Regions from separate parts of the Mus musculus genome. Here regions 1, 2, 3, 5, 6 and 7 are each linked to region 4. A link is a contact called in public ChIA-PET and promoter capture Hi-C data. All regions are on one chromosome and are shown on one strand. Each heading gives the region's core, a stretch centred on a gene start, on an enhancer-like site or on the middle of the called end of the contact. The rest is flanking DNA. Distances are from core to core; before and after follow the strand shown.

The links. Promoter capture Hi-C pulls out the DNA fragments that hold promoters and counts their contacts. ChIA-PET counts read pairs in DNA pulled down with a chosen protein or histone mark. Capture Hi-C pulls out chosen DNA fragments and counts their contacts.
Region 1: a contact with region 4 is called in a promoter capture Hi-C map of liver, with 2.2 times the contacts expected there. The contact joins the promoter of Crybg2 here to the promoter of Nudc in region 4. A contact is called at or near these places in 4 of 39 promoter capture datasets (the C10 cell line, hippocampal neurons, liver and 1 more) and 1 of 115 datasets of contacts at active chromatin or transcription factors (pancreatic cancer cells).
Region 2: a promoter capture Hi-C map of neutrophils shows a contact between it and region 4, with 2.7 times the contacts expected there. The contact joins the promoter of Ahdc1 here to the promoter of Nudc in region 4. A contact is called at or near these places in 8 of 39 promoter capture datasets (HPC-7-derived erythroid cells, the SN4741 cell line, hippocampal neurons and 4 more).
Region 3: a contact with region 4 is called in a promoter capture Hi-C map of liver, with 2.3 times the contacts expected there. The contact joins the enhancer-like site here to the promoter of Nudc in region 4. A contact is called at or near these places in 5 of 39 promoter capture datasets (3T3-L1-derived adipocytes, liver, neutrophils and 1 more) and 1 of 115 datasets of contacts at active chromatin or transcription factors (large pre-B cells).
Region 5: a contact with region 4 is called in a promoter capture Hi-C map of pre-B cells, with 2.7 times the contacts expected there. The contact joins the promoter of Sh3bgrl3 here to the promoter of Nudc in region 4. A contact is called at or near these places in 7 of 39 promoter capture datasets (the 3T3-L1 cell line, cranial neural crest, fetal liver and 4 more) and 2 of 115 datasets of contacts at active chromatin or transcription factors (double positive thymocytes and large pre-B cells).
Region 6: a contact with region 4 is called in an RNA polymerase II ChIA-PET map of memory CD8 T cells, with 30 read pairs. The contact joins the promoter of Cd52 here to the promoter of Nudc in region 4. A contact is called at or near these places in 5 of 39 promoter capture datasets (the HPC-7 cell line, cranial neural crest, frontonasal cranial neural crest and 2 more) and 2 of 115 datasets of contacts at active chromatin or transcription factors (bone marrow-derived macrophages and memory CD8 T cells).
Region 7: a contact with region 4 is called in a promoter capture Hi-C map of liver, with 2.1 times the contacts expected there. The contact joins the promoter of Fam76a here to the promoter of Nudc in region 4. A contact is called at or near these places in 3 of 39 promoter capture datasets (hippocampal neurons, neutrophils and pre-B cells) and 1 of 9 other capture datasets (liver).

The regions. Positions count from the first base shown.
Region 1 is chr4:134,066,375-134,069,791 of GRCm38.p6, forward strand. It overlaps Crybg2 (crystallin beta-gamma domain containing 2), which reads left to right and starts at 2,078. Exons shown (of 20, transcript NM_001162970.1): 1 at 2,078-2,162.
Region 2 is chr4:133,009,838-133,012,883 of GRCm38.p6, forward strand. Ahdc1 (AT hook, DNA binding motif, containing 1) reads left to right here and starts at 1,669. Exons shown (of 7, transcript NM_146155.3): 1 at 1,669-1,686; 2 at 2,353-2,450.
Region 3 is chr4:134,164,189-134,167,387 of GRCm38.p6, forward strand. It overlaps Cep85 (centrosomal protein 85), which reads right to left. Exons shown (of 14, transcript NM_144527.3): 3 at 3,101-3,199. Among named protein-coding and RNA genes, the nearest start is that of Cep85, 21 kb to the right of the region's middle. Within about 2 kb of position 1,498, at least 52 of the 459 cell types and tissues checked have an H3K27ac peak or open chromatin away from gene starts, as enhancers often do. A contact at or near this core is called in liver, where this site is marked.
Region 4 is chr4:133,544,769-133,548,164 of GRCm38.p6, forward strand. It overlaps Nudc (nudC nuclear distribution protein), which reads right to left and starts at 1,259. Exons shown (of 8, transcript NM_010948.3): 1 at 1,037-1,259. The coding sequence starts at 1,117.
Region 5 is chr4:134,127,379-134,130,445 of GRCm38.p6, forward strand. Sh3bgrl3 (SH3 domain binding glutamic acid-rich protein-like 3) reads right to left here and starts at 1,355. Exons shown (of 3, transcript NM_080559.2): 1 at 1,238-1,355; 2 at 540-707; 3 at 28-428. The coding sequence starts at 1,285. The coding sequence ends at 363. It overlaps Cep85 (centrosomal protein 85), which reads right to left. Exons shown (of 14, transcript NM_144527.3): 14 at 2,480-3,067.
Region 6 is chr4:134,093,687-134,097,178 of GRCm38.p6, forward strand. Cd52 (CD52 antigen) reads right to left here and starts at 1,387. Exons shown (of 2, transcript NM_013706.2): 1 at 1,248-1,387; 2 at 1-214. The coding sequence starts at 1,298. The coding sequence ends at 41.
Region 7 is chr4:132,920,889-132,923,923 of GRCm38.p6, forward strand. Fam76a (family with sequence similarity 76, member A) reads right to left here and starts at 1,663. Exons shown (of 9, transcript NM_145553.2): 1 at 1,470-1,663. The coding sequence starts at 1,550.

The DNA of each region.
Region 1 (3,417 bases), core at 828-3,327, 520 kb after region 4:
TCAGGTACTCTTGTTAATCCTGGGTTCTTTGCAAGAGATTGCGGACCCAGCCTGGGAATAGGAACCTTGCCAAGGTGCTGGGCGCCCTGGCACAGGTTGCTTAACTTTTCTGAGTCTTGCTTTGCTGAATGGGTATGGTAGTCAGAGATGAGGAAGAAGGGGGTGGCTACTGGAACATGCTTTGAACTCCATTGAGCTGGGCTGGCAAAATAACAGGGATGCTTATTAAGTACACGCCATTGGCAATGGTAATTATCCCACCAGGCTCTGCGGGCAGCCACGAAAAGAGGCGCCGAGACTCCCAAGCTTAGAAGAGTTTTATTTGTGTTGAAGTGAGTCCCCTAAAGCATCTTGGTAGGCTCGGAGCGGGGAGGCATGGCTTCTTCATAACTCAGTAAGGAGGAATGAAATTGAGGCCTCTCTAGGCGAGTCCTAGGCCACCAGAGGGGCCTCTGAGAAGCTGCTGCTGATGGCAGAGGCGCCAGTCATCTGTGCTTTGTTTTTCAAGTGTAAGTGTAGTCTTCTTTAATCCACAGACTAGGAGCTAACCTTCCCATCAACCCCAGCTAACGAGAGCAGGAGACTGAGGCTCCGCAAGAGTAAGTCACTTGCCCAAAGCCAACCAGCCAGTCAGAATTCAAACCCAGGTCTGTCTACACCCTAGCCACCTCCCCAAACCCCCTAAGGCTGCACACCTTGCAAAGAGGTCTCTTTGGCCCTGTGCAGAGCACAGGGTAACTTGTGGTTGCTGTGTGGAACATACTATGGATCTAAAAGCACCCTTAACAAAGCCAAAGCAAGGAGGTCCAGGTAGGGGTTGGTGTGCCAGTTCTGTGCCTAGGGAGGAGGACACGGGTGATCCAAACTGGCCCTGAGAGCTGCCAGGGTACCCCAGCATAGGAAGGCAGTCTGTACAAGGACGAGGGGGTGGAAAGTGAGCTGGTTTTAGAAGCAGATGGGAAACAGGCAGGAGGGTGAGGTGGGGGACATGGGGTTCTGGTTGATTGGGGTCTAGGTGAATACAGCCTGGAGTTGGAATGTAGGAGGTCCCTAGAGAGGAAGGAGGTGACTCTCAGGGACACTGTCCTTCTGGACCCACTCTCTGCTGGAGGGTTCTTTAAGCAGGTTTGACTAATGTGGGGAAAAGGGCAGAGTACAGCCGGGTAGCACGCGGGAATGTGTGAGCTCTGCGTGCACCAAGTACAGGTTCCTATTCAAGGGCAGATGGATTGCAAAGCAGAGAGAGCTTGTTTGTTGGCTGTGAGCTGAATGGGTGTGTTCCGGAGATACGTGCATACATGTGCTGTGGTGCCTGTGTGTTCTGTAGTGGAGCGTGTGGCTTGCACGCCTACAGAGCCCCTGTGTGTTTGTGTCTCTTGGTGTGTGACCATGTGTGTGTGTTGCTGTGTGTTCCTGGCTGCGTTTGTCTAGGCGGGTATCTCTGTATTTCTGTGCTGTGTGATGTGGTGGGTCTTCGACTCTGTGAATGCCTGTCTGATGCGCCATGTGTTTGGCAGCATGTGGGCCTGTGGACTGGTTTGGCCTAGTTTGGGGGTGACTCACAGGTAAGCGGGGAGAATCCCAGGACTTGTTGGGTTAGCTGAGATTTTTTTCCCACGCTCCCCCCACACCCCCCTCAGCCTCTCCCTTCCCATACCCACACACCTTGCTTAGAGGTCACAGGTCACCTTGCTAGCAAATCCACTTGTAGACGTGGAGAAGAGAGGGCTCTTGGAACAGGCCCTTGTGTTTGCAGGGGTGGTAGCTAGGTTACTGGGGTGTGTCTCCAGACAAAGGCAAAAGTGGGGAGCTATAGGCAGGCACATTCCAACACACATGAAAAACATCTTAGCCATCTTGACTGTCTAGGGATGGGACATGTGAACTGTCAGGAGGTGACCTCCCTGTCCCTAGAAGTATTCAAGCAGAAGCTATGACCACATGCTTAAGGAATGAATGGCCATCAGGGGGTGTTGTCCCTGGGTTGGGCTGGGCCTAGAATGGCATGGAGCTGATTGCTGGGACGTCATCAATACAACCCTGTGCGGACTGCCTTCCTTCAGTTTCCCCCAAGCTGTTTCCCTGTGGCCTTGCTGAAGCCCATGGGACCTTCCAAACATCTGACTCCTGGGATATCAGCTTCTTAAGAAAGCTAGCCTTGGGTGAGTCTGGCCAGGACTTGGCACTTGGCCCCAAATAATTAGCACTGAATGAATGAATGAGTGAACAAATCGGTTAGAGCTCAAGCTTTGTCGCTTGCCGCCAATGACGAGCGATCTGGGGGGATGAAGACAGGGGACTCTGTGAGGAGGAGGCTACTTATGTGGTGCTGAGTAAGGGACAAAGTGGGGGATCCCAGGGGAGAGAACACAGCTTCAGTGAGGGTGGCAGGGTCGGGCTGTTGTAAGGAGCTGAGTTTGAGCCTAGGGTGTCCATGTGTGTCTGCTCTCAACTGACCCTGGCTAAGGAAGTCTTGGGGGTCATCCAGGACTCCCCATCCTTATTCACAGGCTGTCAGAGGCCCCACAAACTCTATCCCAGACACTGGTAACAACCAGCAGTGGTCCTGGAGTTGAGTCAGACATCTGTGGGCCTCAGGCCCTTTCATCTATGCCCCCTTATAAAACCTGAGTCACTGCTGGGCCACAGGGCAGGTCAAAGTTCTGTTTCTTCCAGTTTCTTAGGAAGGAGGGAGGTAGGGAGTGGGGAGAGAATTAGGGCAGTGGGCCTATGTCTCACTCTGGGTATAGCTGTTGGGGGCTAGGTGAGCAGGGTCTTTGGGGTCCCTAGGTCTGAAAACAGCCTTGCTATGTCATACTTGGAGATATAAGCAAGGATTGCTCCTTAAGGTCTGAAGTGAACCCCAGGGCTGAGAGGTCCCCCAGTTGGTAGAGGGTTTGCCTAGCACCTCTGAAGCCCTAGGTTACATTCCAGAGCTGGGAAAAGGAAGGGTTGGGCATGCCTATCATCTGACCATTCAGAGGAAGTAGAGGCTAGAGAATCAGAGTTCAAGGTCACGGCTAGGGAGTGGACAAAGGTTGTCTGCAGTCAAACCTGACTACTCAGTCTTCTCAACCCACATGGTGGAAGGGGACAACCCACAAGCTGTCCTCACGTGCATCGTGGGACACACACACACACACACGAGTATCCACATACATGTGCACACACATGCACACATGCAGGAATGTGCACACACATACAGGCACACACACTCACCAAATGTAACTTAAGAAAAAAAAACAAGTTCAAGACCCTCTTTGGGAACAGAGAGTTCAAAGCCGCACTGGTCCACATGAGGCCCTGTCTCAAACAAATGAGCAAACCCTGGGGGGAACCCCAGTCAGCCATGCTAGTATATGCATATAATCCCAGCCCTCTGCTTGGGAAGGTGAGAACGAAGACTTGTTTTGAGTT
Region 2 (3,046 bases), core at 419-2,918, 530 kb before region 4:
GTGATGACCTCAGAGTTGAGTTTTGAAGCTACAAAGGATCGCTAAAGCACCTCCTGCTTTTATTAATGCCCGTTCTTATCATAATCAGTTCTTGGGGTTACTTTGTCTGCAAGCGAAGTGGCCCCTAGACAGAGGCCTCTCCAGCTGGCCACATGTGCCACGATGCCACATCAGTGGGTGTGCTTTTTAGAGCCTCCCCTGTTACTTGCTTTCTGGAAAAGTTTCAATTGCTCTATAGGTAGGGACTGGGAGAGATGGAGGGATGGTGAAGGTGGTGTGGATGTGTTGTTAGCATAATGTCACCATCTAAACATGTGTTGACTAGCAATTACCCTGCAAGAGCAAAGAAGGCATCAGAAGCAGGTGGATCAGGGAGTAAAGGCATTGCTAGAGAAGCTTAGGACATGGGGCAAGATGGACTAAGTTGGCAGACATTGGCCAAAGGAATGTCAGACACAGTCATGAGTTGGGATCAGCTCAGAAGCAGTCAATAGACAAGTAGCAGGGCAGTGATCACTGCATCACTCATCTGTTTCTTCTGCAAACCTTATCTACCTTAGTGCCAAGGGAGGACACATAGACACAGGGAAGAAAGATCAACAGTAAAGGATGGCGGGGACGCGGGGGGGGGGGGGTGGAGTAGAGGGAATCACCACTCTGTTACCGCCCAAGGGTTAAGGAAGGAAGGAAGCTTTGAAATTATCCAGATGCTGAATCTACCACTTTCTAATCGGGACACCTGGGCTCCGGAACTCTTATATCTAAAATAGAAATAAGGTCTCGTAGGGTTTTTTCTGCAAGGCTCCAAGGACCCCGTGCTGCCCGGGTGCTCAGTAAATGGCAGCCGCGGCAATTCTCCTTTCAGAGCTGTCCAGCCACCTCCCTGGGGGTAACAAAGCCTTCCTCAGAGGCGCACATTCCCATCTGTGGGATAGGCAAGGCAGGGGGCCCAGAGCCAGGGGCTGGAGAACAGATGTGACCTGAAGAGGAGGTAGGTGAAAGTGCTGCGCCCAACCCCCACGCCGCAGCAGGCGCTGGAGAACTGTTGAATTCCGCTCACAAACAATTGTTCAAATTCAGAAGGCATGGTATCTACACTTTGTCCAGAATTTTTTGCGCCCTCGCCGCCCGTGGACGACAATAAAAAGTAGGCGCTGGAAGAACTAAATCCAGGGCTGAGTTTGAGGCGAAGGGCCACGAAATGCGGAGGAGACTGTAGCGTTTCCAGAGCGGCTTTCTTGCCAAACGCCTCTTCTGATAGGAAAAACGTCCCCAAATTGAAAGTGTAGGTCCTCTCGTCTCTCCATGGGCCCTCTCAACGTGTTTGGGACACCCCAGAAAGTCGCAGCCCTTTTGGCTCATCCTCTGATGCCCGATTCCACTCATTTTATTCTCAGACCCCGCCCCTGCGCTACCACCCGCAACCTTGGCGCAGCCAGAGCCCCGAGTAGGGGCCTCGGAACGCCCGGAATGTTCCTAACCCTTGAGGAGGATCAGCAGTCCTAGATAAAACGGGATTCATCCGGGCCAGGGATACTCCGGCATAGGGTCCGCTCCGGGCCGCGCCGTCGGAGCAGCCGGAGTGGCCCCGCCCGCACAGCGCGCGGAGCGGCCGAACAGGGACTACAAGTCCCGGCGTGCTCTGCGCGCGCTCCCCCCTGGGGTTCCGGATGGTGAGCAGCGAAGGTAAGGCGAGCTCGCAGAGGCAACGGCGGCGGCGGCGGAGACGGAGAGAGGCAGGCAGGCAGGCAGGGCGAGGGCGAGAGACGGAGGGAGGGAGCGAGCGAGGCAGACCAGACAGACAGACAGGCGGGCGGGCGGGCCGAGCGAGCCACCCGCCAGGCTGCGCTCAGCCCCGCTCGCAGCGGAGAGAGCAGAAGGCAGGAGGAGGGAGGGGAGGAGGGAGGAGGGAGGGAGAGAGGGAATCCAGCTACCACCACCCAAAGCCAGCGTCTGCTTTCTGTCCTCATTTCCTTTTCCCACCCAGCTCGGAGAGCAGAGAAAGGCAGAGAGAGAGAGAGAAATAGAGACAGGCAGACAAACAGACAGACAGACAGAGCGGGAGGGAGGAGGGCGGCGGAGGAGGAGCAGGAGGACTACGCGGGGCGTCTTCCCTCCCAGGTTTGCAATTGGGGGGTTGGGGCGGGGGTGTCCAGGGCTGTGAGAGTGTGTGAGCGGCTGGGGAAGCGAGTGGGGCGCAGATAGCGAAGGAGTAATCGTGGTGGGGGGGACGCCGCGGGAGCGGGGGGCCGTGTCCAGCGGAGTTAGCGGCGGAGAATGTGAGCCGAGGCGCGAGCCATGCTGTCAGCGACGGCAGGCGGCTCAGGGCTCCTCTACGACTCCTCTTCCCAGCAGCCGGGCGCCCGTGTCGCTGCCGCCGGCGGAAGATAGACGCCCCCCGAAACCCCTCGCCTGGCTCGGACCCACGGAGCCGGCAGCCCAGCACTCCGGTAAGTAGCGCCTCCTGCCCAGCAATAGACGCGGTTGGGGACCGGCCGGCCAGGCTCTTTTGTGCAGCGCACTGTGGGGGGGCCCAGCGCCCCCAGTCCGGTCCGCCGGACCCCGTGGCTGCGGTGCCCGCGGTGCGATCGGTCTTTGTTTCCACCGGGGCCCGCGGCTCGGCTGGGCTCGGCTCGAAGCCTGGCAGGCAGCGCCGGGAAGGGGGAGGGGGAGGTGGACGGGGAGGGGGGGCGGGGAGGGGGGGTTCTCGGGTTTCCTGGCCGCCCCGCGGCTCCCCCGGCTCGGGGGCGAGGTGCGCGCCCAGAGCTGCCGCGCACCCCCTCCTCCTCCCCCTCCCTCCGCCTTTGGATTTAAAACTGCAATTTGCTCTCCAGCTTGCTGAGAATGTGGGGGGGGGGATGTAGGGGGACCGTGGGAGCGGAGAACAAGGCTGGATTTTAGGATAGGCGCTGGGAAAAGGGGAGACTGCGGAGGGAGGAGCCCCTCCCCTCCAGCCCCCAAATCCCAAGGTTCCGTTGGCGCTCTGGGAGTTGAGGGGCGGGGACCTAATGACCCGGAGGGGGTGTGGGGCGGAGGAGGGATTTGG
Region 3 (3,199 bases), core at 248-2,747, 620 kb after region 4:
CTGCAGTAACGCCATTTTGCAAGGCATGAAAAAGTACCAGAGCTGAGCTCTCAAAAGTTACAAGGAAGTTCAGTTAAAGATTAACAGTTACAAATCAAGGCTGAATAATACTAGGACAAGGGCCAAACAGGATATCGGTGGTCAAGCGCCTGGGCCCCGGCTCAGGGCCAAGAACAGATGGTACCCAGATAAAGCGGAACCAGCAACAGTTTCTGAAAAAGTCCCACCTCAGTTTCAGGTTCCCCAAATGACCAGGAAATACCCCAAGCCTTGATTTGAACTAACCACTCAGCTCGCTTCTCGCTTCTGTACCCGCGCTTTTTGCTCCCCAGCCCCAGCCCTATAAAAAGGGTAAGAACTCCACACTCGGCGCGCCAGTCCTCCGACAGACTGAGTCGCCCGGGTACCCGTGTTCCCAATAAAGCCTCTTGCTGATTACATCCGAATCGTGGTCTCGCTGATCCTTGGGAGGGTCTCCTCAGATTGATTGACCACCCACCTCGGGGGTCTTTCAAACAGACTTAACATCCTTGTTCTCTTTTAAGTTTTGGAGACAGTGTCATGTAGCCCTGGGGTGGGAGGAATGAGAGATGGTAGAGCCTGAATGAATGGTAGGCAAGTGTTGAGTCCTCTTGGTTGTTTGTTTTATTAGAACACGGACTACAAAGTAACCTAGGTTAACCTCAAACTTAATTGTTTTTAAATTACATTGTAAAAAAAGATAATTGATTATGTGTGTGCATGGGCTCAAACACACCACAGTGCACCTATAGGAGGCTAGAGGACAGGTAACTTCTGGGACTTGGTGTTCTCCCAACGGGAGAGTTTTACAGAGACAGGTTCGAGAGAGAACAAACTAGACACAGGTGAAGAATGGGCCAGAGAACGAGAAGGAACAGAAGAGCAGAGCAGCCAAAGTTAGTTTGAGGCCAAGCAGAGCAGTTCAGGAGAAGCAGAGAGACAGAGAAGCCAGATTGAATCAGTTAGTGTGGAGAGGAGATCGAGCCAAAACAGCTGAGCTGAACCAGCCAGTCAGGGCTCGGAAAGAAAAAGAAAGGGTGAACTTATTCCGCAGTAAGTCTCAGAGGCTGAAAACAATCTAGGCTTAGATAAGATTACAGGAGGCTAGAAGCTTCCAGGGCAAAGCCAAGGTTAGCAGACGGAGGCAGTACACTTCTGAGACAACAATTCCCAATAGGAGAATAAAAGCTACTTTTACCTCCTACCATTCCTGTTTCATTATATTTTTTTAATTACAAGATGGCATGGTGACACACTCCTGTCATACAAGTACTTGGGAGATGGAAGCAGGAAATCAACTTATTCCTGACTACACAGCAAGTTCAAAGACAGACTGGTCTATATAAGACACTGTCCCAAAACCAAAAAATAATATACACACTTAAAAAACAGACTTATTTTATTCACATGAGTATTTTGTCTACATGTATGCATGTGCACAATACTGAAGTTACAAACTATTGTGAGCTACCTGAAGTGGGAGCTAGAAATTAAACTTGGCTCCTTTACAAGAGCAACAAGTGCTTTTAACTGATAAGCTATCACTCCAGCCCCATAAATAGTAATTTTTTGTTTGTTTTTATGAGAAAGAGTCTCACTATGTAGCTTTGGCTGTCCTAAACTCAGACCAGGCTGGCCTTGAATTCAGAGATCTATCTGCCTCTGCTTCCCAAGTGCTGGAACTAAAGGCATATACCACTATGTCTGGCCCCATAAATAGTAATTATTATCATTAGATCTTCTGCCCTCTAGGCCCCATTTAAATGCCTTGTAAAGTACTTATGGGTAATTGGTACATGTGTGCAAAAGCAAGTGGCAGAGACATTAGAGATACAAAAATAAAAAAATAGAGGTTATATGGAAGGAGCTCAGTAAAGGAGAGGGCACGGGGAAAGCCTTGTGGGACTACTAGAGCATGCATAATAGTACAAGTGGACTAGCTAGCAGATAGATGAAGATGGGAATAGTACAAACGGGCCTAGATTAACAATGGAAAAAGGGCCATTGACGAAAAACACTATGCCAGGGCTATGTCTGAATGGTAGGACACCTGGAGCATGTGTGAGGCCCAGGGTTCAACCTCAAGAACCACAGAACCAAGAACAAAGAACAGGTGTGTACACACACCATAGTAAGACAGAAAATTTGGTGATATTAAGAAATAAGCTTAGGGGCTGGTGAGATGGCTCAGTGGGTAAGAGCACTGACTGTTCTTCCAAAGGTCCTGAGTTTAAATCCCAGTAACCACATGGTGACTCACAACCACCCATAATGAGATCTGACGCCCTTTTCTGGTATGTCTGAAGACAGCTACAGTGTACTTATGTATAATAAATAAAATAAATCTAAAAAAAAAAAAAAGAAAGAAATAAGCTTGGGGCTGGAGAGATGGCTCAGCAGGTAAGAGCACTGACTGCTCTTCTGAAGGTCTTGAGTTCAAATCCCAGCAACCACATGGTGGCTCACAACCACCCATAATGAGATCTGACGCCCTCTTCTGGTGTGTCTGAAGTCAGCCAGTGTACTTACATATAATAAATAAATCTTTGGGCCTGAGCGAGCAGAGTTGATCGGAGCGAGCAAGCAGAGGTCCTAAAAATTCAGTTCCCAACAACCACATGAAGGCTCATAACTTTCTGTACAGCTACAGTGTACTCACATACATAAAATAAATAAATAAGTCTTAAAAAAGAAAGAAAAAAAAAGAAGCTTGGAAAGAAAGAGAGAAAGAAAGACAGACAGAAAGAAGTAAGCGAGCTTGGACTGGAGAGATGGCTCAGAGGTTAAGAGCACTGACTGCTCTTACAGAGGTCCTGAGTTCAATTCCCACCAAGAACATGGTGGCTCACAACCATCTGTAACGGGATCTGGTGCCCTCTTCAGGCATGTAGGCACATATGCAGGCACAACACTATACATAATAAATAAATAAATAAATATGCTTGAGATTATTTATGGTTATTCAGATTCCATGACTGAATAGCCTGTCCTTACAATCAGTCTGTAAATGACAATCTATGTGGAATTCAAATGGACAATGGCAGTGCATGCTGACAGTCAAATCGGGAATCAAGCTTACCCTCTGCAATGTCTGAGCATGATGTCCCAATGGCTGTGTCCCCACTGTCAGCAATGCTTGAGCAGCGGCTGAAGCGGCTCCGAAAGGTCTCTGAGATAA
Region 4 (3,396 bases), core at 9-2,508:
CAGGAATAAACTGGCCCCTTAAAACTGTCCTGTCACAAACACTACTACTACTACTAATAATAATAATAATAATAATAATAATAATAAATTTCTTTGGTTTTGTTTTTTTTCTGAGACAAGGCTTCTCCGTGTAGCCCAAGCTGTACTAGAACCCATTCTGTAGACTAGGCTGGCCTCAAATTCAAAGATCCACCTGCCTCTGGCTCCTGAGTGCTGGGATTAAAGCAACACCCGGCTCCAAATAATTTTTTAAAGCAAGAAACCCTCAACAAATTCCCCAAATGCAAAGCCTAGTCTCTTCCGTGTCTGCATCCCCAGGACCCAGTCTTATTATGTGTCTGGTACACGACAATGACAAGTACTTAGGTGCTAGGCAGGGTGGCCCATATCCAAGTTCCCGCACTCTGAAGACAGAGGAAGAATAACCCTGATTTGGAAGTCACTTGGTCTATATAGCAAGTTCTGCGTAAGCCAGGGATATAGAGCAAGACCCTGACTCAAGAAAAAAAAACAACAGGAACTGATATTCCTAAGCTTCACCTCACAGACGAGGTAACTGAGGATAAACCAGGAGGGAGCTTAACCTACAGGTCTCCGGCTCACTTCCTCAGTCAGTATACTTTCAAGTATAAAGAGACCACGTGCTAACCGCCCCCCCGGGCTCTCACTACCCTACACAGTATTGATAGGCAGGCTCCACTTTGGGTAAGATGCAGATCATATCGAGAAGAGTCGGCCCAGAGATGCTCTAAAGAGTAACCACCATTAGGGATGCTCTACACAGTAACCATTAAAATGAAAGCAGAAACACCCGTGGAGCGCAGAGTGGGTGCGGAAGCTCTGGGGTCACTCTGGGACAACGAAAACTGCTCTTGGGGGCTAAGTGCAGGGCGCTGACGGCGTTGGAGCGAGACTTCACTCGCGGGCTGGGCAGACCGGAAGCTGGGACGCGGGGACCCGGGGACCCGCGCGGCCGGGGTGGGGGAGGTCTCGGCCGACCGCGGAGAAGGGCTGCGGCGCGGGCCACGTCGTTTACCTCCTGCACGCCGCCCTCGTGCTGCTGCGCCATGGCCAGCAGCATGCCGTCGAAGCGCTCCTCCTCCTGCTCCCCTCCCATCGTGCTGCGCCCCGAGCTCCGCACTCGCGTTCTGCGATGCCCGCGCTCCCCACGGTTCGCGCGGGCCCAACGGCTCCCCTCGCTAGCCTTCCGCAGCGGAGCCGGAAACACGCAGGAGCCGCCCGGCCGTGCGGGTTCGCCCTTCCCGGCTTTCTTCCCGCCTCCCCGCCCATCGGTGCCCATTGAGCTCCCGGAACACAACCCGCTTCTCTGGCCATTGGCTAAGCCGAGGAGCAAATCAACAGTCGCGGTCCCAAGGCAGTGGGCGGGGCTCGCTGCCGCAGAGTTTGGCTTGAGTTGCTATGGTCACCAGATACCTGGGAGCTTTCTAGAAAGCTCTGAGCTCACATCTTAATAGGGCTGGAAGTTTTGATCAAGTGATACTGTTAGCCTTCTCCTCCTACAAGCCGCAGTTAAGACTCAGGAAGAAAGCACTCACCAAAGGGTCAACCTACTAGACGTTTAAGAAAAGAGCACAAAACTGTAGTTTGAGTAGAACAGTTTTACAAACTGTTTGCACTAGGATTAATGCTCTTTCATTACTGTCTGAAAATCCTTAGTTTTTCTGTTTTTTTGTTTGTTTGTTTTGTCGTTGCTGTTGACGGCAGAGGTGATGGCTTGTTTTGTTTTGTTGAGACATGCCCCGTGTATCCAAGGCAAAGACAAACTTGTGTTCCTGGCCTGCCTGCCTTCACTTCCAAGCACTGAGATTGCATGCAGGCTTGTATAGCCTGAAGATTCCCCACCGCCGGCGCGTACATTTATTTATTACTTTGTAAACCTGAGAGTGCTATACTGTTACAAGATTATTACATTAACTTTTCCAGAGAGCCTGGCTATCTCACACCTTGGAATAGGAACTCTTAAGGGTTGAACGTCACTCCCAAAGAGCAGGTTCCTTCTATCAGATTGAGGTCTCTGAGAGCTGGTCTGGGTCATCTCCATGTTAGAAGCTGTGCTGATTAATTTTATATCAACTTGACATTAGAGTCAGCAGAGAGGAGGGTGCCACAATTGAGAAAATGCATCCTTAAGATCCTTCTGTAGGCAAACCTGTAGGGTGTTTTCTTAATTAGTGATTGATGGAGAAGGTCAGCCCACAGTGGGTGGGGCTATCTGTGGGCTAGTGGTCTTGAGTTCTATAAGGAAGCAACACCTTCTATGATCTCTGCATCAGCTCCTGCCTCCAGGTTCCTACCCTGTTTGAGTTTCTATTCTTACTTTCTTCAAAGATGGACTAATATGTGGAAATGTAAGCCAAATAAACCTTTTTCTCCCCAATCTGTTTTTGGTCATAGTATTTCATCACAGCAAAAGAAACCCTAGTACAAGCCAGGCAGTGGTGGCAGGTGCCTTTAATCCCAGCACTTGGGAGGCAGAGACAGGTGGATTTCTGAGTTCGAGGCCAGCCTGGTCTACAGAGTGAGTTCCAGGACAGCCAGGGCTATACAGAGAAACCCTGTCTCAAAAAAAAAGAAAAGAAAAAAGAAAAGAAGGAGGAGGAGAAGAAAAAGAAAAGAAAAGAAAAAAGAAGAGAAGAGAAGAGAAGAGAGAGAAGAGAAGAGAAGAGAAGAGAAGAGAAGAGAAGAGAAGAGAAGAGAAGAGAAGAGAAGAGAAGAGAAGAGAAGAGAAGAGAAGAGAAGAGAAGAGAAGAGAAGAGAAGAGAAGAGAAGAGAAGAGAAGAGAAGAGAAGAGAAGAGAAGAGAAGAGAAGAGAAACCCTAATACAGAAGGCCTGGACTTCTCTGAGCAAATGGCTTGCTTTCAGACTCTGGGCTATAGTAATCCTAGTCCTAGCCTTCTCTCACTCTTCAGGTATCTTTTCCCTCAGTTTTCTCTTCCTGAATAGGATTGACAGCAACAACCATGATGTCAGTCTGTCCTCAGGAAGGGCCCGAGTGCGCCAAGGGCGTTACATCCTCAAACACCACTTTGACCCTGCAGACAATAAGGAAAAGCACTGTCAAAGTAGAGTTTCTGTCAAGCTTAAAAAATAAGAAACTTAGCCAGGCAGTAGTGGCACATGCCTTTAATCCCAACACTCTGGAGGCAGAGGCAGGTAGATCTGAGTTCAAGACCAGCCTGGTCTACAGAGTGAGTTCAAGAACAGCTAGTTCTACACAGAGAAACCTTGTCTCTAAAAATAAAATAAAATAAAAATGTTTTTATTCAATTTTTAAATTTTTTTTTTTTGGTTTTTTGAGACAGGGTTTCTCTGTATAGCCTTGGCTGTCCTGGAACTCACTCTGTAGACCAGGCTGGCCTCGAACTCAGAAATCT
Region 5 (3,067 bases), core at 105-2,604, 580 kb after region 4:
AGGCAGGGACCCGGACACCACAAGCAGTCAGCACCAGAGGAATGGACATTTAATTGTCTCTAGGGCACTCCTAGGATGGGGATGCGGGGCCTTTGGCAGAGCTCTGGCTGATGGAAGCAACAGAAATGCTCATCAGACAGGGCCAGGCAGAGAGGATGCCCCAAGGTGTGGCTGGGGACAGCCATCGTCAGGGCTTAAGACAATCTTTTGAGACTAGTTGGTGAATAAGGAATGTTGCCTCTGGAGGAAGAGGAGGCGGCTGCGGAAAGGGTCTGGGTCTGGGTTTGCAGATTAGGACGACAAGGAGTTGGTTACAAGGCCTGGTGAAGAGCTAGCTGGATAGGATCGGTGGCCATCCTGACTCAGGCCAGCTTCAGGAACTCCTGCAGTGTGTCCTGCTCCACGGCCTCCACGAAGAGTTCATAGTCCTGAGGAAGGGAGGCAGTCACCTGAGTCGAGGTGCAGGGCACCCCAGTTGTTTGCCCAGGTCTGACCCTGGCTGCAGTCCTCCAACACCTCCCAGAACCCAAACCCCATACCCCACAGTAGTGGTTCCCGTTGACAATCTGAGGTGGGGTAGCTTTGGGGTTGCCAGCCAAGGTTCGCATCTCATCTCGAAGGGCGTTGTCCTGGGAGATGTCCACTAGCTGGTATTGGATCCTCTTCCCATCTAGGATGCGGGTCACCTCACTCTGCTGGGACTTGATCTAGGGGCGGAGGATTGACAGGGTTGGCAGGCAAGCTGAAGGATTTGTGGGAGGAATTCCTTCGGGTGTGAGCAACAGCTTCTATCCTGCCCACTCTGAGGGGAGGTTCTGGCCACTAAGGGATGGGAAGGGTCCAAGGATAGACAGGTAAACTACTAGAGTTTCAGAAAGAAGACGGGCAAGTTCTGTGCATGACAGGGAAGCTAGACTCGGCGAGGGGCAGGCCCTCTCTACAAGACACATCTCCTCCTCCACAGCCGCACAGTGGAGAGGAAGCGGGATTAAAGCGGTCGGGGGTTGGTGCAAGAGAATGGATGGCCCTATACTGGGGGAATGAGCGTGGGCAGCTCACGCTGGGGATGCCGAGGGGCCCTTGGTGCGGGGGTTCAGGCTGGGCCCAGCCCTTGGACCAGACCTGGGAGGCCATACCCCGCACCTCACTGCTTCCATCGTGGGGGCGGCTCCCGGGCGCTGGTCGGAGCACAGAGACGGCCCACCCTCTCCGGGCGCCGGCCCAGGCACACACTTACTTCTCGGGAGCCGGTGACCGACGTGCTGTAGACGCGCAGGCCACTCATGCTGCAGGCGGGGGACACAGACCAACTGAGGGACGGTGGGAGCGGCAGCTGCACGGCTAGGAACTACGCTGCCGCCGCCGCGCTTGGGAGCGGTTTCCTTCCTGCTCCGCCCGCGAGTCACTGCTCTCGGGACCAATGAGCTGCGCAGGCGGGTAAGGCGGGGCCTGCATGACCCCGCCCTGCTCCGTGGCCTGGAGCCGGGAGGACCCCTGTCCTCTGCAGCTACTTGGCTCCCCCACTTCCCCCTCAGCCCCATGCTGGGGACCGGCTAAAAGGCAGAAAAAGCTGGGAAGGCAGGCGGACCGGTTCAGTTAAAAGCTTTCCCCAGTCTACCCGGGTTGTGTACATTCAGTGGCCAAAGCAGTGCCACCCAGGTCTCCCGGTCTCTTAATAGCACAGCTCAGTATGGAACTTTGGAAGGCGGGTCAGTTCGCAAGCTTAGACAGCAAGGGCCGGGGGGAAAGCTGTGGTGGGGCGCTGGAGGGCGGGGAGGGCCAGTGCAGCCAGGACATTTTCTCTAAAGCACCTCTCCACTCAAACAGGCTCAGACAAGAAAGGGGTGGTGGCTGTAAGCGAGGGGGTGGGGGAGCGGCTCACACCCTTCAGGAGCCAGGGGGAGGAAGTAGGCTGCGGGACAGCGAGCGTGCTAGTGTGCGGAGTCAAAGGCTGGTGCCCCGACTTAACCTGGCTTGCACTGGCCCTTGGCACAGCTATTTTTGGGGTGATCCCAACTTAACTCTACCTTTACATTGCAAATGACACCCCACATCTTTGAACTTTAAGAATTCAGCTAATGAGATGGAAGAGAGTCCAGCACCCATTCCAACTGTGGATCAAGCTCTGTCAGGTTCACTATAGGCCCCAAGAGTAGACCTGGGGCTACATAAATAATGGCGCAGGAACAACACAATTCTGCTGCCTGCTGAGGCAAACTGCCTGTCTGCTTCTGGGGAAGTCATTTCCTCAAAGCCACAGAAACCCAGAAGCTGCTGACCTCTGAGAGGTGTGCAACTTTGTAGTGACAACTGGCGGCGGTTGCTCTCTGCAACACAGGAGTGTGGGCAGAGACTAATCTGTCGCCACCCAGAGCAGAAGTGGGAAGACTGAGCCTCCACACTGGATCTGCCTAAACTCACTTCAAAAGAGTCACAGGCAGGCTGGCAGGGGACGCTGGGAGGCACTAGGAAACCGGAGTGTTTGTTAAATGTTTTATTCTGTAATCAAAATAGGCAATACAAACCAGTCGACTTAACAAAGAGTCATATAAATAACTTTATAAACTTTACGAAGAAAAATACCCGTGAGCATGGAGGCTGGGCTCCCGATAACAGGGTGGAAACCAACCAGGAAGCTCTGTTTTAAGGAGGCAGCAGCCCGGAGGCTGAGGGGATGGTCAGCTGGGTGTGATTACTCTGAAAGGTAAGCCACTCCATAAGAAAACATAAACTTGTTAAAACACTGGCAAAGCGGCCCCTCAGGCCCTGGAGGTCCATGGTGCTGTTAACAGCCCCAAGGCTTAGCAGAAGTCCTGTCTGCACCCCCACAACTACTTTACTCCTCATACATACAGGGCCCTTGGATCCAAACTAGAGGAGGTTGAGGGCTGGCCAAATAACCAGATACAACTGAGACGATCCCTAAATTGGGAGGCAAGAAAAACCAGAAAGCTAAGGCTCAAAGGCCTTAGAGAAACACAAAACACCAGAAAACACTCAACACTTTTTTTTTATCTTAGGTGCTCCGAACTGTCAAGGTTAGAGCAGGAAAAGGGAACCCTCCTAA
Region 6 (3,492 bases), core at 137-2,636, 550 kb after region 4:
AGTGGGTGGAGCACGGGGCTTCAGAAGCTGCGCCTTCACCTCAGCTGAGGTAGAAGAGGCACATTAAGGTATTGGCAAAGAAGAGGAAACTGCAGGCACCCGCATCGATGATGGATGAGGCCCCACTCTTTAAGGGGGTTTTTTTGGTGGAGGTGCTGTTTTTGTTAGTACCAGAAGCGGCCGTAGTGGCTTGTCCCAAGGATCCTGTTTGTATCTGCAAGAGAAGCGCTGCTCAGTAGGATTTGAACCTTCTGTTGAGGGCTCCTGCCCCTTTGTTCCCTTTCTTCAACTCTAGGCTTCCATAAAACTGCCATCAGCCCTGTTGAGATGTTTGGCTTCCCACCTCATCACAGGCAAGGGAAAGGCAGCCCCCATGTTTGTCATTCTTCCACCTCGAAACTTCCCACCACTTTTCAGGCTGCCAGATCCTCCAGCAAAGAGGGAAACAGAAACCCAAATGTGGGCTTCCCCTCCCAGAGCCTCGGTTTCCTCATCTCCTGGTGATCAGAGTCCACCATGGTCCAGAGTATCACACGTGACGGGCCTGAGTAAGGCCCCTGGCAGAGGGTGGGGTGGGGATGGCAGGTGACAAGCTGTCCTTGATGCTTGATCGGGCAGTAACTGAAGTTGCCCTTGATGGTCATCAAACTAGTTTTGGTGGCCATCAAACTGCCTTGATGCATGGTCTAGATGTTCTTGATCAAGAACTTGATGGCTCCATTCCCTGTGCTAATCAGGCCTCTCTGCGTACATAGTGCCACAAAGGATGCCTCCCAGGGTGGCAGTTGATCTGCAGAGTATATGGGAGACTTCTGTCTCTGTATTCCTGCACACCCACAATTCACTATGGCAGGGGCAGGGGACCCTCGGTCACCTATGGCAGTCTATTAGACCTCTCTCCAGCCCTCTCAAAAGGGCCACTTCTGCGGCTCTCCTCATCAGGGCTTCCTCTCCTGATCCAGAATTACCCAGAACCCTCTGAGTAGCTTCACACATCAGACACCTTCTGAGATTTCCCTCTCTGAGGCCAGTCTGATAGCGCCTGTGAGGAGTAGAAACCCAGCCATATAGGCCCTCCTAGATCCCTGGTTTCCAGTTGGCGACCATCTATCTCTGTCCCTGTGGTAGAAGGCAAGGGTCCCCACCACCACCACCGAGAACCTGCATTCCTTCCCCAGAACCTGGACCAAACCATTAAGCTAAGACCTGGTGGTAGCTGCAGTGACTCTAGGAGGAGCTGTCCTTACCTGAATCACAACCAGAAGAATGATAGTGAGGAAGAGGAGGAAGCTCTTCATCCTGAAATCTTCCTGGGCTCTGTAGCAGCTTTGAGAGATGAGTTCAGGACAGTCTGCAGGCCACTTTGAACCTGGCTGCTTTTTCTGCAGAAGAGAAAGGGAGGAGGCGGGAGGAAGGAGGGCCTAGGGGCGGGGAAAGGAGCTTCCTTCTTTCAAACCTGGGGGTGGATGAAACTAGCCTTGAGGTTCCTGTAGATGAGTTGTCAGTTCTCAAAAGAAGCACAGGCAGGGCATACAGAGCAACATGGAGACACGGGGCAGGATGGATGGATGGTTTCCAGGCTTGGAGCCCTGTGTCCTGGGAAGGAATCTTGTTTTCATGATTTGACAACTCAGACCTCAGGCCTGAGGCTGAATTTACAAGTCTTTAACATCCCCCTCAAAAAAAAAAAAAAAAAAAAGTATGCTGCAGTGATAAGCCTTATTTTTTTATCTTTGTATTTTGAGACATGGTCTATGTCACTCTGGATGGGTTTACATTCAAGCTGCTCCTGCCTCAACCTCTGAATTCTGGAATTGCAGCCCTACATCACACTGCTGACTAATCACTTACTTTAAAAAGAGCCAACAAGGGGCAGGAGAGGTGGCTCAGAGATTAAGAGCCCTGGTTGCTCTTCCAGAGGACCCAGGTTCAATTCCCAGCACCCACATGGCAGCTCACAACTGTAACTCCAGTTCCAGGGAGTCCAACACTCTCACACAGACACCCATGCAGGCAAAATATCAATGCATATACAATTAAAAAAATCATTAAAATAAAAAGCATGCCAGCTCTTAGGAGACAGAAGCAGGTGGGTCTCTATGAGTCTGAGGCTAGCCTGGGCTACATAGTGAGTTCCAAGTTCCAAGATTGAACTACATAGTTAAGATTCTGGCTCAGGCTAGGTGTGGTGGCGCACGCCTTTAATCCCAGCAATTGTGAGGCAGAGGCAGGCAGATTTCTGAGTTCGAGGCCAACCTGGTCTACAGAGTCAGTTCCAGGACAGTCAGGGCTACACAGAGAACCCTGTCTCAAAAATAAATAAATAAATAAATAAATAAATAAATAAATAAATAAATAAATAAATAAATAAAAATATTCTGGCTCAAAACAAAAATAAGCCAAAACAACCAAAAAGCCCTGTATATTGATAATGCCTAACTCTAGCAACTGTTATATAAATGGCAATTGTGTTTTGTTTTAAAGATTGAGTCCCTGTAATCCCAGAACTCAGGGTAGAGCCCAGGAGACGATCAAGGGCAGTTATATCTAAATGGTGACTTTGAGGCCAGCCTGGGCTACCTGGGACTCTGTCTGAAAACACACAGGCAAGCAAATGATCAGACAAGAGAAGGGAGCTAAGAGAGTGGAGTGGATGTAGAAGTCGTGGGAAATGGTGGATGGATCCTACCATTGGTTCTATGGAGGCTCAGGACCATTGAGATCCAGGAACCGGTAGCAAGATTTGATTAGTTTTGGGTCTGGCCCCATTTCCTCTGCTCCTCTGCTCTTTATTTTAAGTGAATCATTTTTGGGAAAAAAAAAATCCTTAAAGAAGTGTGTGTGTGTGTGTGTGTGTGTGTGTGTGTGTGTGTATGTGTGTGTGTGTATGTATGTGTGTGTGTGTGTGTGCATATGAGTGTTTCACCTGTGTACACCATGCATATGCCTGGCTCCTGTGAAGGCCAGAGAGGATATCAGATGCGCTAAGAACTGGAGTCACAGCTGTTCATAGGTGATGGTAATCGAACCCGGCTCCTTTGCAAAAGCAGCAAGCGCTCTTAAACCGCTGAGCCATCTCTCCAGTCCTTCCTGAAGTCTCTTAAGACTTGATGTTTTGGAATTTGGGTGAAGAAGTGTCATCCTACTCAGAGAGGCCTGAGAGGGGGCTCTTGGGAAGACAAACAGGTAAACACAGCCCAGCATTCAGGAATTAGAAGGCAGCTATTGATCTCTGCTGTGGGCAGAGCGATGGGAGAGTCCCCAAATCTGTTTGGACAGTGCCCTGCCCTAACTTAGACAAAACAAATCTGTGGTTTTGATACTGGGCAGTAATTATCTCCACTTGGCTGATTGAAAAAAAGTGACTTGGTCCAAGTTCATGACTTATCGAGTCATTTGAACTTGAGTCCAGGTCCCTCTGATGTCACAGCCACTTCCGGGACTGCTCTTGAATGAGCCAACCCAGTCTGTGCTGTTGTTGTTTAGTCCGTT
Region 7 (3,035 bases), core at 413-2,912, 620 kb before region 4:
GGCCTGGGTGAGTCATGTAACTCTCTGGACCTTCTCCTCTATATGCATATCACTTCCCTGCTGTTGATGTGGGAGTAGGAATCTGTATGAACTACTCATAGATTTTAAAACAAATATATCATGAATAAGCTCTAGATTGGTCGTTAGCTCTCTAGGTAAGAGTCCAGCTGGTCCGTCTGCTGTTGTGGGATAATGAGAAGGATCACTTGTGATACGAAGGCAAAAGATTAAAGCTGTCTTGTTTATTGAACTTCCTTTAAAAAAAAAAAAAAAAAAAAAAAAGAGCCGGGAGGTGGTGGCACATGCCTTTAATCCCAGCACTCAGGAGGCCGAGTTCAGGATTTTCTGAGTTCGAGGCCTGCCTGGTCTACAAAGTGAGTTTCAGGACAGCCAGGGCTATACAGAGAAACCCTGTCTTGGAAAAACAAAAAACAAAAATAACAACAAAGAATCATACAGCCTTAGACTGAGCAACAGTACACGACTTTAATCCCAGCGTTTGGAAGACAGAGGCAGTCAGATAGATCTCTGAGAGTTCAAAGACAGCCAGAGCTACAAGTTATATGACCCTGCCTCGGAAACAAACAAGAAAAATGTTTAGATCAAAGTTTTTATGTCCAAGGGGGCCTTCAAACACTATCTTTCGGACTCAGTAAACCCAAGTGGCTTAAGGAAAGTATGTGGGCATCTTTTTGGGGGGACGCGGGGAGGTGAACTACACACAGCGGACGGACACAGACACACATTCTGTATCTGAAATATCTGAGGATCTGTCAACGGCAACTCTGCACGAGCTTGCCGACTTAACTGTTGCTCTCTTGAACCGACGAGGTGGGAGGAAGTTATATATAAAAACGCTGGCATTTCAGGGGTTAAAAAATGCTTAGGATGAGGAGGAAGGCTACCAATTAGATGCTAAAAAGTCACCCTGTTCGTGTGTGTTCCAAGACACTGTTGGGGTACTTTTTTCATTTTCCCTAATAAAGCCTTGCCACCTCTAACTTTGAGATCGGCTGTAAAGTGCCCACGAAGTGTCCAGAGTTCAAAACACTCCTCACAAGCAGCACCTGATTCCGGGGTTCAATCTCATCCAGGACAAGGGAAATCTCTGGACCGTCATTCTACACTCAAGACGACCACATCAGAAGAGAAGGCGGTCCAAGGAAATCTTCCCGGGGGGCCAGTCGGGGACAAACAGGGGAGCTGTCCCCTCCCGCGACCTCACCAGGTCGGAGAAGAAACCCCAGCCGTTGCTAAGCACCAGGACACGCCGGCTGCCAGGGCCTGGACTCCGCCCGGGGCTCCCACAAGTACCCTGCAGTCCTCTGCGGGCCCGGCTCAGCTCGTCCGCAAAACGGGCCGGCCACACCCTGCCCGAGGGGACCCCGGCAGCCGTCCTCGCTGGACCGAGAGTTCCGAACCGCGCCTGGAGCGTCCCCAGCTCCCGGCCGCCGCCCCAGCCCGCGCACCTTGCACAGCTGCTGCCCCTGAGACAGCGCCTCGAAGGGGAAGCGCTGGTGGCACTTGGTGCAGGCGTACAGCGCCGCCATGTCCGGCCCGGGCCGTGATCGCCGCCGCCCCTCCCGCCGGCCCGCCGCTTTATCTGACAGTCTCAGGCACAACCTGGCGGCGGCGGCCGGGCCGCGGGCTGCGGAGGGCGGGCGGGCGAGGGCGGGCCGCGGGCGCAGGGGCGGGCTCTCCGGTGCTCAGAGGCCGTTCGCTGGCTCGCGTGGACGTCGATCACGCGGGAGGGGGCGGAACGTGGAGTTCCCGACGGCTCTGATTCGGTCCGGGTTGGACTACGCCACTGTGACGCTCGGGGCCGCGATTATGTAAAGCGCAGTCACGCGGGGGCGCCGCCTGAAAAGAGCGTCTTCCGAGTAGGATAGCGGAAGCCCTCGGGCTCCGCCCACCTGCCCGCTGAGGCTCCGCCCTCGCTCCGCCTCTCCGGGGGCTGCGGGAGCATTGGAGCTTCTCGCGATACTCGATGAAGTTGTGATGTTTTGGGTTGCCGTGGAGCTTCCCGCTAGCCGAAGGAGTGTGGGATTGGGGTGACAGTCGGGCAACGTCGGATTCGAACTACGAGACCATCCGGAGTTTAAACCCACTGGCAACCAAGGAGGAAAGTCTATCTTTGGAGCAGGCGGAGGGGAAAAGCAGGATATTAAATGAGTGTCCTCTATGGGCTGGAGAGAAGGCTCCGAATGCTGCTTTTGCAAAGTTTGGTTCCCAGCACCCACATCTGGAGGCTCAGATCGCCTGTAACTCCAGCTGCAGGGCTATCCCTGATGCCTCTTAACTCAGCAGGCACCTGCACTCACGTGCACTTACAAAAGATGGGCAGTTGTAAAATGGTAAAACAGTAGAGACCTGAAGCTAGAATTAAAGGCAATAGGAACACGGTGGCCATGATACTCTTGAGATCGGTTGGCTGTGTGTGTATGGAGGCCATCTGTACATGACCCAAAACCTTTAATACATTTTAGTTTGTGTGTGTGTCTCTGTGTCCCCCTCACTTAATATGGAGCTAATTGATCTGTCCGTTCTAGTGTGTGTGAGACTTAGGGATTGGTTTGATCTCTAGCACTGGAGAAAGAAAAAGAGGTAGGGCATAGGAAGTGAGAGGAAAGAAAGGAATAGAAAATATCGATGATCATTCATACAATAAACCTTTTTTAAAAGTTATTTTTACTTGTAAATGTGTTTGTGGGGCTGGAGAGATGGCTCAGCGCTGACTGTCTTCCAAGGGTCCTAAGTTCAATTCCCAGCAACCACATGGTGGCTCATAACCATCTGTAATGGGGTCTGATGCCCTCTTCTAGTGTGTGTCTGAAGATAGCAACAGTGTACTTACATATAATAATAAATAAATCTTGGGGCTGGAGCCAGCAAGGCTGGAGCCAGCAGAGGTCCTGAGTTCAATTCCCAGCAACCACATGAAGGCTCAGAACCATCTGTTCAGCTACAGTGTACCCCTATACATAAAATAAATAAATAAATCTTTTTTTAAAAATGTGTTTGTGAGTGTGCATGCC